Regions from separate parts of the Gossypium arboreum genome. Here region 2 is linked to region 1. A link is a contact called in public Hi-C data. All regions are on one chromosome and are shown on one strand. Each heading gives the region's core, a stretch centred on a gene start, on an enhancer-like site or on the middle of the called end of the contact. The rest is flanking DNA. Distances are from core to core; before and after follow the strand shown.

Region 1 (5,414 bases), core at 1,808-4,307:
TTTTATAATTTCTCTATACGCATTGGACGTGCATCCTTTACATGCGGACCTTAATTAGGAAGCACGTAACTAATCATGAGAAATTTTTCCTTTTAACACTTTACCAATAATATTTTCTGCTTCCATAAAAAGTGGAAAATAATTAGAAAATAATTCTTTTCATAATTAATTTATTTTTTTGAAAAAGTAAGTCATTTATGTATATATAATAATATAACAAATTATTAATATAATTATATGTACTTCAATATTATTTTAATAATATATTATTAAAAATATTTATATTAATATTTAAAAAATAAAAATATATTACAATTTATAAATATTTTATAATATAAAATATGATTTTTTAATTATATAAATATGAATATTTTTTAAATCATATTTAACTTCATTCATCCCTTCCATCTTTAAAGTGTCATTATACACTCTCATATATGTAATATATGTAATTTAAATGATTTGAGATTCAAACGACTTGTATTATATGATATTCTATATCATACTTTAATTATTATAGTTTATTTTATTTCATTTATGTGATGAATAAATCATATGGACTTCAAAATTATGAAATGTAATTAAAACTATAAAAGGCAGACAACTTCCTATAAATTCCTACCAGTTATATTATGGGAACGAAAGTTGATGTGTTTGATGTTTGGCAGCATGCATGCATGCCCACTAACCCAAGCAAAATAATATTCCACGTCTAGATTAGCAAAGAAAATTTGGTGAATAATTGAAGATCAGCGATTTATCAATAATTAACTCCTGCTTAAATGTCGTTCTTTTAATACCAGATTCAATGCTTCTGAGGTCTGGATAAACAAAGAGGGATAAAATAAGGTATCCTCCTTTAATATTGTGTCATGTTATCATCTAATTTTTTTAAAAATATATATATAATTTTTATACGACCAGAGTGTCACATCATTACATAAATCAAAATTAAGAAAATTTGTCAAGGTTAGATACTAAATGTCACCTTATCCCTTTTAAAGTAGAAATACTATTAGCATGTTGGTATTAAAGTTAAAATTAGACAATACTAGGATACTCCCAGTCAATAGTTAACAAACAAAACAGGTGAAAAACATGCAATTCAATCTTATTGAAGCGAATTTCACTTAGGATCAGGTTCTCTTCTCCTTTTTTCCCTGCAATTTTCTTCTTAATTACACGAATCTTTTTTGACTAAAAATTCAGTATATCCAAATATATTTTCATGGTATCCAATTTGATGTAGAGTTTTCTTTAGTAATTGTGGAGTTGGATCACTTTTAGTTAAATTCTTTAACATCTGATCATTTTTAAAGTTGTGGGTCTGAGTAACTTGAGCTTAAGGTACATCAAGTACAACAAAACCATACAGTATACGCATTGCAGAAATTCAGTTCCCAGCCCACGTATTGTATTTAATCCTTAATGAGTCAACAAGCAGCAAGCTGAAACGGGATTGGGTTTGTTTTTTTTTTTTTCTAATGATAACAAATCTTTTGAGATTTTGTTTGTATTGCTTTCAATATCTAACCATATATTTCGTCCCCCAAAAAAAAAAAAAAAAGAACAGGGGAATTGGAATGAAAGAATTTAATAAATAATGAATGCTCTGAAATCTTCCCCAAATAAAAAGAAAAAAAATTTACTGCACAAGAAAGAAGAAACTGATGCTTGTGTATTTTGTCTGTTGCGAACAGAAAATTTTAATGTCAAAAATTGAATGCCCCTTTGCTTTGTTTCCTTTGAAGTAACCCTTCCATTATGACCTTCTTTCTGTAATAATCTTTTGACTTCTTTTCCGAGCTTTTTGTAATGCTTTCCAGGTTCTCAATAACTCCTGCAGGCTGTTGGTGGTGAGGGAGAAAGTACAGCCAAATTGATGTAAGAAGTATTGCACAAATTTTGCCCCAGAATATGGTCACTACCAGACTAATAACAAGCATAAATATGGCATTGCTTAAACTTGAACTTGAACAACTCTTCTGGATTCCTTCTTGTTTCGGCTTCATCTCTGGTTCTTGATGTTTGCTTGTTTTTTGCGTTGAATTTGGGACTGAGTTAGGCTTTGAAACAGTACCTTGAACTCCCTCGGCGGCTGAAACCTTGTTTACTGATTCATCAGCACTTGTATCCAACAACTTACCATGGCTGCTTAATGGGATACCTTTTCTATCTTTAACCCTCTTAGCCTGTTGATAAGATAAGATATATCGATTAGTGATGATGACAGGCGGTTAATCACTTCATCACAAAAAAAAAAAAAAAGGATGAAGAACAAAGGAAAGAAGGAAAGAACTTACCAATAAGATCTCGAATACAACAGCTTTGATGACATGGGAAAATCTTTTCTTCCCGGGACGATGAACCATGATTGAATTCTCTGTATCAGAAACTGAAGAAGAAGACGAAGACTGAGTGGTTGAAGGCTTCATAATATCTGCCTTGTTTTTGACGGTGAGATACGTTAAGGCCCGACGATTTTGGGAAGGATCAACCACGACTGCTTTGGGGTCAAGCATCAAGTCCATATCAACTACGGGTCTAAAACAGAGCAAAAACTTGTTCCTCGAAACGTTCTTCATTAATTTCCTTCTTATTGTAACTGACACTTGGAGCTCAGCCGCTGGTAAAGAACTTTAATTAACCAGTGGAATGCTTCGATTTTCGGTCTAAACAAGGGAAGAAATGAAGCCAAAAAAAAAAAACTGAAACGAAACAAGGAAAAGTGTGTTTTGTTGGTCTGGAAAAACAGCCGGCTTTATACCTGAAAAAAAAAGAGGTATTTCCAATAACCAGACTAAGACGTGATTAGTGGGGCATTATGTGCATATATATAAGGAGTAGTTGGCAGTGAAAAAGGGTTGAGGGGATTAGGGTTGGATGGGATAAAGCAACTTTGAGGGCATCTGCCCGTAAGGGACAGGTGAAAGGATATTATTTTGAATCGGGGCTTTGGTGTTTTGTTGGTTGAAAAAAGAAAGATTGCAATTATGGCTTGGTTGGTGAACTCGAGAAGAAGAGGTCCGAATAGCCGTCCACCAATTCAGTGCTGATCTTATTTAAAAAGACAAACTGTTTTTGGTGGACAGATAATGAAAAACTAGAATTCAGAATTTATTTTACCTCATGTATTATCAGAACATCGCTATAAAAAATTAAATTGATTTAGAATGATTTTTAAAGTTTTTTCGGAATAATAAAAATAGACATTTAATGGAATAATATGTATTTTTATTAAAATAATATGAGAGATGTATAGATATCCCAAATCGGCATGATGGTTGATAATTTTAGGTTGAAATTGAGCATCTCATATGTTTGAAACGAACAAAAAATTTCGGAACCTTAAAATTGGCTGTTGACATATCAATTTGGGGCTCTAATAGCTTGTCATGCTAGTGTAGGTGTAGCAGAGATTCATTGTCGATTTGGGCTTCTTAGACAGCAACGAAGCTCTGCTACCTATTATTTGACATGATTAAAGGTTGAGAATCTTGAATCTACCATATAGAAGAGTGTTTAAAAACCTTAAATTTTTTTGAAACAAATTGCTTAAAAGCAAAAAGGAAAAAAAAAAAAAAACTAATATTGTGGGGAGAAGAAAAATCAGAGAGTTAAGAGAGAGAAAAATAAGGAGTTAATAAAGTTGAAAATTTTCTATTTGTTAGATTGTTATTAAATTTGTTAAAAATTAATTAATTATTATACATATATTTAAATTGTAAATATTTTTAATATTTTTAGTAATCAGAAGATAAGTACGTAGAAAATATAAGAAATTGTAAATGATATATGGATTATAAATGTTTTATTATTTTCCAGCAAAAAGAAATTATTAAAGTAAAAACTATTGAAAATTATAAATGTTATTTTGCCTTTTTCCAGAATAATATAGAAAAAAAATTTAATATACCTAAATAATATTAAAATTGTAAATGTTGTACGTAATTAGTGGGTTATCATTGTATTAATTGAAGTAATTTTTTTAAAATCGAAGTTAGAAGAGGCAAGCTCGAGAAAAAACATAAGAAAACTTTATAATGCAATTATATTATGGTTTTACGGTTTACGAATAGAATAAAATGATATTTTGTGAATTTTTTTGTGACATGATATAGTAGAGTTTAGAATTTATCAAATATGATTAGTTGAAAATGGTTAGATGGATTAGGGCTAGGGTATATATTGTAATAAATACAATGCTATATAAACGTTTTGTGCAGAGAAAAATAGTCAGGATTATTTGAACTGTGAAAAATATAAGAATTGAACAACAATGAAAAGTTGTTGGAATTTTTGTAGAAAATTAAAAAAAGTACAGCATGAACTCGAACAACGGCTACGTTGTTGCCCACATAATTGTTGTAAACCTCATTATGCAGGAGTTAATTTGGTCATGTTATACTGGGTTTAGGTGGGAAGTTTAGAAATACCGTTTTCTAAGAGAAATATTTATATATGCTAAACATAAAGTTAGCTTGGATAGTATGTGGTTGAAGGTATCTTCCAAAAAGAAAAATAGAACAAAATAGTATGAGATCTTAATCAAAGATTTTTTGAAGGGCATCGCAAAAGATAGTGGAAAGAGAACTTCCTAGTTGATTACGGATAACCATATTCGTAGGAGAAATCCAAATCCTCCTTATTTTCCCTGGATAAGCAATTTAGATATAGGTGGATTTTCAAATGGTTTTATCAACTCCATTCCTAAGCGTTGTAAGAAGATTAAACCAAAAAAGGATGGAGGCACATAGGGTTATGGGTTTATGTAATTAAAGTTTATGTACGAAATGTATTATCTTGTATCGAAAAACTAGCTCTATTATTGTATGAAGTTGGTATGTTTATAATATGATAAGGAAATTACGTTGAAGCTTAATATCATGTTTGCCTCTGTAACACCCCTGATTCGTCCCGGTCGCCGAGTCTGAGCTACAGGATGCCATATTCATTGTTGGAGCAACTACTATCAAATTCATAGTAAATGTTCATTCACACATGCAATTAAGTGACAATCATATTCATTAATGGTTAAACAATCAAAAGCAAGTCTTAATCGAGCTTACGAAAGCTCTTTTGTCAATCCAAACTTGAAATATGACCAAAATGCAATGTTTTAAAAGTTCAGGACCGACATCATGACGTCATCTCTTCTATGTCATGGTGTTGCCAAAACAGTTGTCACGTCACGACATCAAGCTGCTCAACGTTGCGATGAGGAAAGATGTTCATCAAGACGAGAACCCTGTATTTGGTAAAAAAAAGTTAGCCATTTGGTACTTATTTCATAGTTTCCAATCAAACCAACCATTGTACTCACCTAAAAACATTCCAAACTCATAACATCTCATACCAAAACAAGTCATTTAACCATTTCTAATAAAAACTAATTCGATATAAACTCAACCTAT
Region 2 (5,414 bases), core at 2,060-4,559, 43 kb after region 1:
AATCGTCAAAAAAGCAAAAGGGTCATAAGCGCAAATAGTCCATGTTTTAAAAAACACGCGGATCCTAGCTCTCGAGTCAGGTCGGACGCTGGTCAAAGGCCAAAATGACACCGTTTTGGGGCTATAGGAATTAGCCCTAAAACGACGTCGTTTTATAGGACTTATAAAAGCTGATTTTTTTTAAAAAAATTTCATTCTGCACCCTTTCTTTAAAAAAAAATTTTAAGAGCCCTCTCTTTGCTCTCTCACCCTCTCCCTTTTAGGCCTAGGGTTCTGGCGAGTCTCACGGCGGTCACCGGCTACCGGTGACGGGCTTTACCATTCCCGGTGGCCAAAAAGTACCGAAAATAACCCCCTTTTTTGCCCTTTTTGAACCTAGATCTAGATCTAAAGGCGAAAGCCAAAAAGAAAAAGAAAAATATCTGGCCGACGCCCTTCTCTGCCTCTCGACCTCTCATATACCTTTATTCGAAGCCCAAACGAAACCCTAAAGGGCTTCTATGGCTTTCGTGAACGGAGGAAACCGTCGATGGTGGCGTGATATGAAGAGGCAGGCAAGCTCCAACCCTTTTTACTCTTTGTTTTTATATTTTATTTATCAAATAAATTCGTAAGAAACTAAAATTAAAAAAAAATCACCTTTTGGAACTTTGAATTCAGTTTTTTGATTAATCTTTTATGTGTGTAAAAAATTACATGGTAGCTATTATGACCTTTTTATAGCCGAATTACAAAACTGTTTGTTACTACTTTTTTGTTTTTTCTTTGTTGTTTCTACTGCGTTGCGTGTCTGTTCTTCTTTTCAGCTGAAAGTGGCAGCGGAGTGGCTAATGGTGGTGGTGGCAAAAGGGTGTCAGTTCGCACGCGGAGAGGCAACGTAGTGCAGACGTACGACTAGGGCTTCTTCTTTTTTTTTTTTGCTGAAAACAATTTAGTTTTTGGGCCATTTGGGCCATTAGGGTTTTAATTTATTTTGGGTTATTTAGGCCTCTTTTGTAATTAGACTTGTAATTATTTTATTTTTATTTGGTTTGGTTTGTTTGGGTCCGGACAGAATTGGGCCCTTACACATCCCATAATCCTAGCTCAAAATGATAAAAAAGATATTGACTCGGTGATAGGATGGTGTGAGCTTCAAAAAGGATTTGGCTTGACGTGTTCCGCAAAGTAACAGTCTATAAAGAAAAAGGAAAACAACTAGGTAAATATATAAAATGCTTAATAAATTCATATGAAATTTATATTACTTACCTTATTCAATTCAACAAGTTAAATTATTAATCACATTGGAATTAAATATGACTTTCCTTGACATACATTGATGCAACAAATACATATCATCATATACAACTAAATAGTTTAGTCAATTTGCATAACAAGTACCTTAAGCTAACACATCTCAAATTAAATAGATATGCAATATATTTCTCAATCATTTCAAGTTTTCATTTCCATTAGATTAAAAATCTCTCTCGAAGGAATTATAGTAAAACGGACTTGGATGCACAAGAATATTTTGCTCACACAAGCTGGCATTTTAACGAATTTGCTCACACAAGCTGACATCGTATTGAGGTTATTAACTAGAATAGGTGAGGATCAAGTGAGTCTCTACTCTGAATCTTGTATGTGTACTGTTCATACTGAAGTAAAACTATAGGAAAGTAATCAAATTGGAATCTGAAAATCATGGATAGTGTAGTATGAATATGATACTTATACAGCTATAAGAATAAAGTTATGATTAAATAAGATATAAGTTAGTCTGCTTGAAAATAAGTTATATGGGATGTATGAAGAGTGTTATGAAATTATGAAATTTTAAGTTTGGGATGTGTCTGGTTCGTAGAGTTTGTAATGTGTGTCGAGTCACTGCGGGTAAATAAAGAAGTTCGTCTAAAGACGAACTCTGATATGAAACTCTGAAGGAAAAAAGTCAATGGCCATGGCATACTCTGAAGAAAAAAAAGAATTGTTGAATGACATTTTATCTAATGGGGTTCTCTACGTGTCCCAAGGCGGTGACGAGCAAACCTCACATTTAGGCAAATCCATATCACAAACACAATAGTTTTGGGATGCCTATGTAACATCCCGTGAGCCTTTGTAGTGTACTCTAAATGAATCACCTTTATGTCGTACTCTTATTAGATTGCTTTAGAGCGTATTCTGTAATAAGGATTTTTGGCACATTCGGTATAACGTTTGTTTGCCTCTAATGTGTCCCATGAAGCCTTCCAGGACAGTAAACAAGAGATTATGTATGATTGTTTGTATGGCATACTTTGTTTGATCTACATACTGTGAACTATCAAGAATGTCTTGTATGATTTGAGTCTAAATCTCTGTCTCTATTGTAAGATATGATGAAATTCTTTTAGTTCTGTAAAAAGAACAACAATGTTTTACAAGTCCTATTTAATTCCTAAATGACAGCGTTTCCTACTCACATGTAACATGACCCGAAATGGATTTTCTCCTTTTTAGTTCTTTAGTTTTTCATTTTTCAAATTCCTCTCATTAAAGGGAGAGCAAAATTCGATTTGATTCGAATAATTCGATAAAAATTTAAATTTTGAATTAAATAGTTCGAGTTAATCAAGTTATACAGATCAAATAGAATAAAAAATTAAATTTTTCGGTTTAACTCGAATATGAATTACACAATTCAAGTTATCCAACAATCCAAATAAGAAAAGTTAAAATTACGTCGTTTTGATAAATGTTTACTTTTTCTAAAGTTAAAAGACAAAACTATTAAGTTAAAAGGCAAACCCATTATATTGTTTATGTAGTTAAATAATCTTGTATTTCGTCTACTAGTTAAATAATTGGTTCATGTAGACGCAACATTGAACATAAATAATAGGATTCGCTAACTCGACTCAAAAATTTTTGACTCGATTCGATTCAATTCGAAAAAATTTCAAATTGAGTTTGGTTGCTAAAATAGGATTCATCAACTTGACTAACTTAGAATTTTTTTTACTCAATTCGACTTGATCAGATACTCACCCCTACTCTCATTTATTATATTGGATGTTCTATTATTATTATTATTATTATTATTATTATTATTATTTAGTTATTGTGGGTTGCGGAGGTCTATGGGGATAGGTTTGTGTTATGGGTAGATTCGGTAATATAGTGATGAAAATGATGGTTTTTTTTTTTTTTTTGCTAAATGGTGGTGAGTGGTGAGCCTTGGTGAGATTGATAATAACTGGTTCAATTGAGAGAAACAAAAGTGAGGGAGTTGTGTAGCTATGGAGAAGGCAGTGTTGGCAGTGGTTTATGGAGCTTAAACAAATGCTCCAATGGTGATGGCAAAAGGAGACAGTTTAAGGTGATGATGAAGTCGAGAGAGTGGAAGAGTGTTTGTGATGGAGAGGAATGATGTGTCGAGGGTTTGAGTAAAGGAGGCAAGGGGGTGGTGAAGTGAGTCGTGAATGAGGGAGAGAGTGAGTATTTGGTCAACGGCATCAAATTTATGGTCCACAGAGAACCGGGCGATTGTTGGGCCAGTAATGGCAGAGGCGACTGCTAGGACGAGAAGGAAAAGAAGTAGATGATGGGCCTTTTATTTTGGAAATTAATTATAAATGTTAGATATATTTGGAATTTTTAGTAGTTTTTAAAGAATTATTGTCAAGAAAGATTTTAAAATATCAAAATAATATTTTAAAACTAGCTATTAATTCTTTAAAGTAATATGTCCCATATTTTTTAAAAAAGTTAATAGGAGAATGACTAAAATAAAATAATTAAATAACATTAATGACTATTACTTAATTTTTAAAAGTTGAGTAACAAAATCGTGATTCTAAACAAAGTTTAGGAAGTATTGAAGTAGTTTATCCTCAATAAATTATCATAAATTTGTTCCTTATAAAAATATCTATCTTGCCATAATATAAAAACTAGTTACATTGAACTCTCGTGTTTGACTTGATGGCTAAAAGTGGTTCACCCATAAAATTCACTTGAGTTCAAATTTGCAAAGAAGCAAATAGTGGTAGACATTTATTTGGGCAGCTCTCTTTGGACATAATATATACGTATATAGTGTGATTTCCAAATTTATAAGAAAAGATTATTTTAGTTTTATTTAATTTTTATTTCTTTTAACATTTGAATTAATATTGTTTGTCAAACCATATGATAGATTATGTGCATGTCATATTAGTACTTAATTAATTTTTAAAATTTAAAAATTTTAAAAATAATTTATTATTAATATAATAATTTACGTGTACGTCAATAAAATTAACAAATATTAATTTTTTCATTTATTTTAAATCGCTTTACAAATAATATAAATTTAAACACTGAAAAAATATAACAACTCATTATTTGTTTTAAGAGAAACAGTAGGAAGTAGATTATAGGCATAGCCCAATCAGACCAATATCATTAGGTAACTGATTTGCCAATATCATCATTAAACTTGTTTAAAATTTGGGGGCTTGGAAAGAGGTAATTTTCGCCTCTTTAAACTTTTCCTCACACATAAAAAGGTGAGCCTTGTGATGTTACAATTCAATTATATGTAATATTAGGAATGAAAACAAATTATAAAAAAATCTTTTCTACATTAAATTTATGGTCAAATCCTACATTTATTCTTATAGATTTAGTTTATGTAGTATAATTTTACTTTTATATTTTTAAATTTTTCAGATTTCGATCTTAGTGAAATAAAATAATATTCATTAAATTATTAAGTTAAATTATATTATTTTTAAAATTTTTATGCAAAAATATATTATCATATAATACTTGCAAAAATTTCGTATCATTTTATTTAATGAATTTAACGGTTACCATTTAGTCATAATTGAAATTTTAAATTTTAAAAATATATGGTTTAAAAATGATCAAATTGGAGAATATGAACTAAATTCATAACTTACACATAATACAAGACTAATAGCAAAATTTGACCTAATGAATTTAATTGCTACAGTTTGATCAAGATTAAAATTTTAAAATTGAAAATTATAGAGATTAAATTTGATCATATGAAAAGTATAATCACTAAAATTGATCAAATTAGAGTATAAGAACTAAATTTATAATTTTTGTATAGTATAGGGACTAATAGTGATTTTAACCTATATTTTTAGAACATAATTTAATACGTTCTCAATTCAAATTCGAGTATCTACAATTCTTCTCTTATATGTGAACTCCTTTAAATATATAATTTAAAAAAAAAAAAAGTGGTAAGAACATTGCTAGCTATCTATCTAGTTCGATATTTAGACAAATGTTTAGACACATGTTCGAACAGAACACAAGAGAATAAGAGAAATGAACATAAGAGATTTGTTAACGTAGTTCAAAAACAATCGTACTTCATGGAGTTTCACTCAATGAATGGTTTTATTTAACAAATTTTTGGATCACCTATT

The links. A called contact is a pair of places that touch in the nucleus more often than the background predicts.
Region 2: a Hi-C map of leaf shows a contact between it and region 1, with 1.7 times the contacts expected there. The contact joins the enhancer-like site here to the promoter of LOC108475846 in region 1.

Annotation. Positions count from the first base shown.
Region 1 is chr3:6,683,724-6,689,137 of ASM2569848v2, forward strand. LOC108475846 reads right to left here and starts at 3,058. Exons shown (of 2, transcript XM_017777819.2): 1 at 2,304-3,058; 2 at 1,579-2,192. The coding sequence starts at 2,585. The coding sequence ends at 1,713.
Region 2 is chr3:6,726,127-6,731,540 of ASM2569848v2, forward strand. No RefSeq gene overlaps it. Among protein-coding and RNA genes, the nearest start is that of LOC128290479, 23 kb to the right of the region's middle. Within about 2 kb of position 3,310, at least 2 of the 2 cell types and tissues checked have an H3K27ac peak or open chromatin away from gene starts, as enhancers often do. A contact at or near this core is called in leaf, where this site is marked.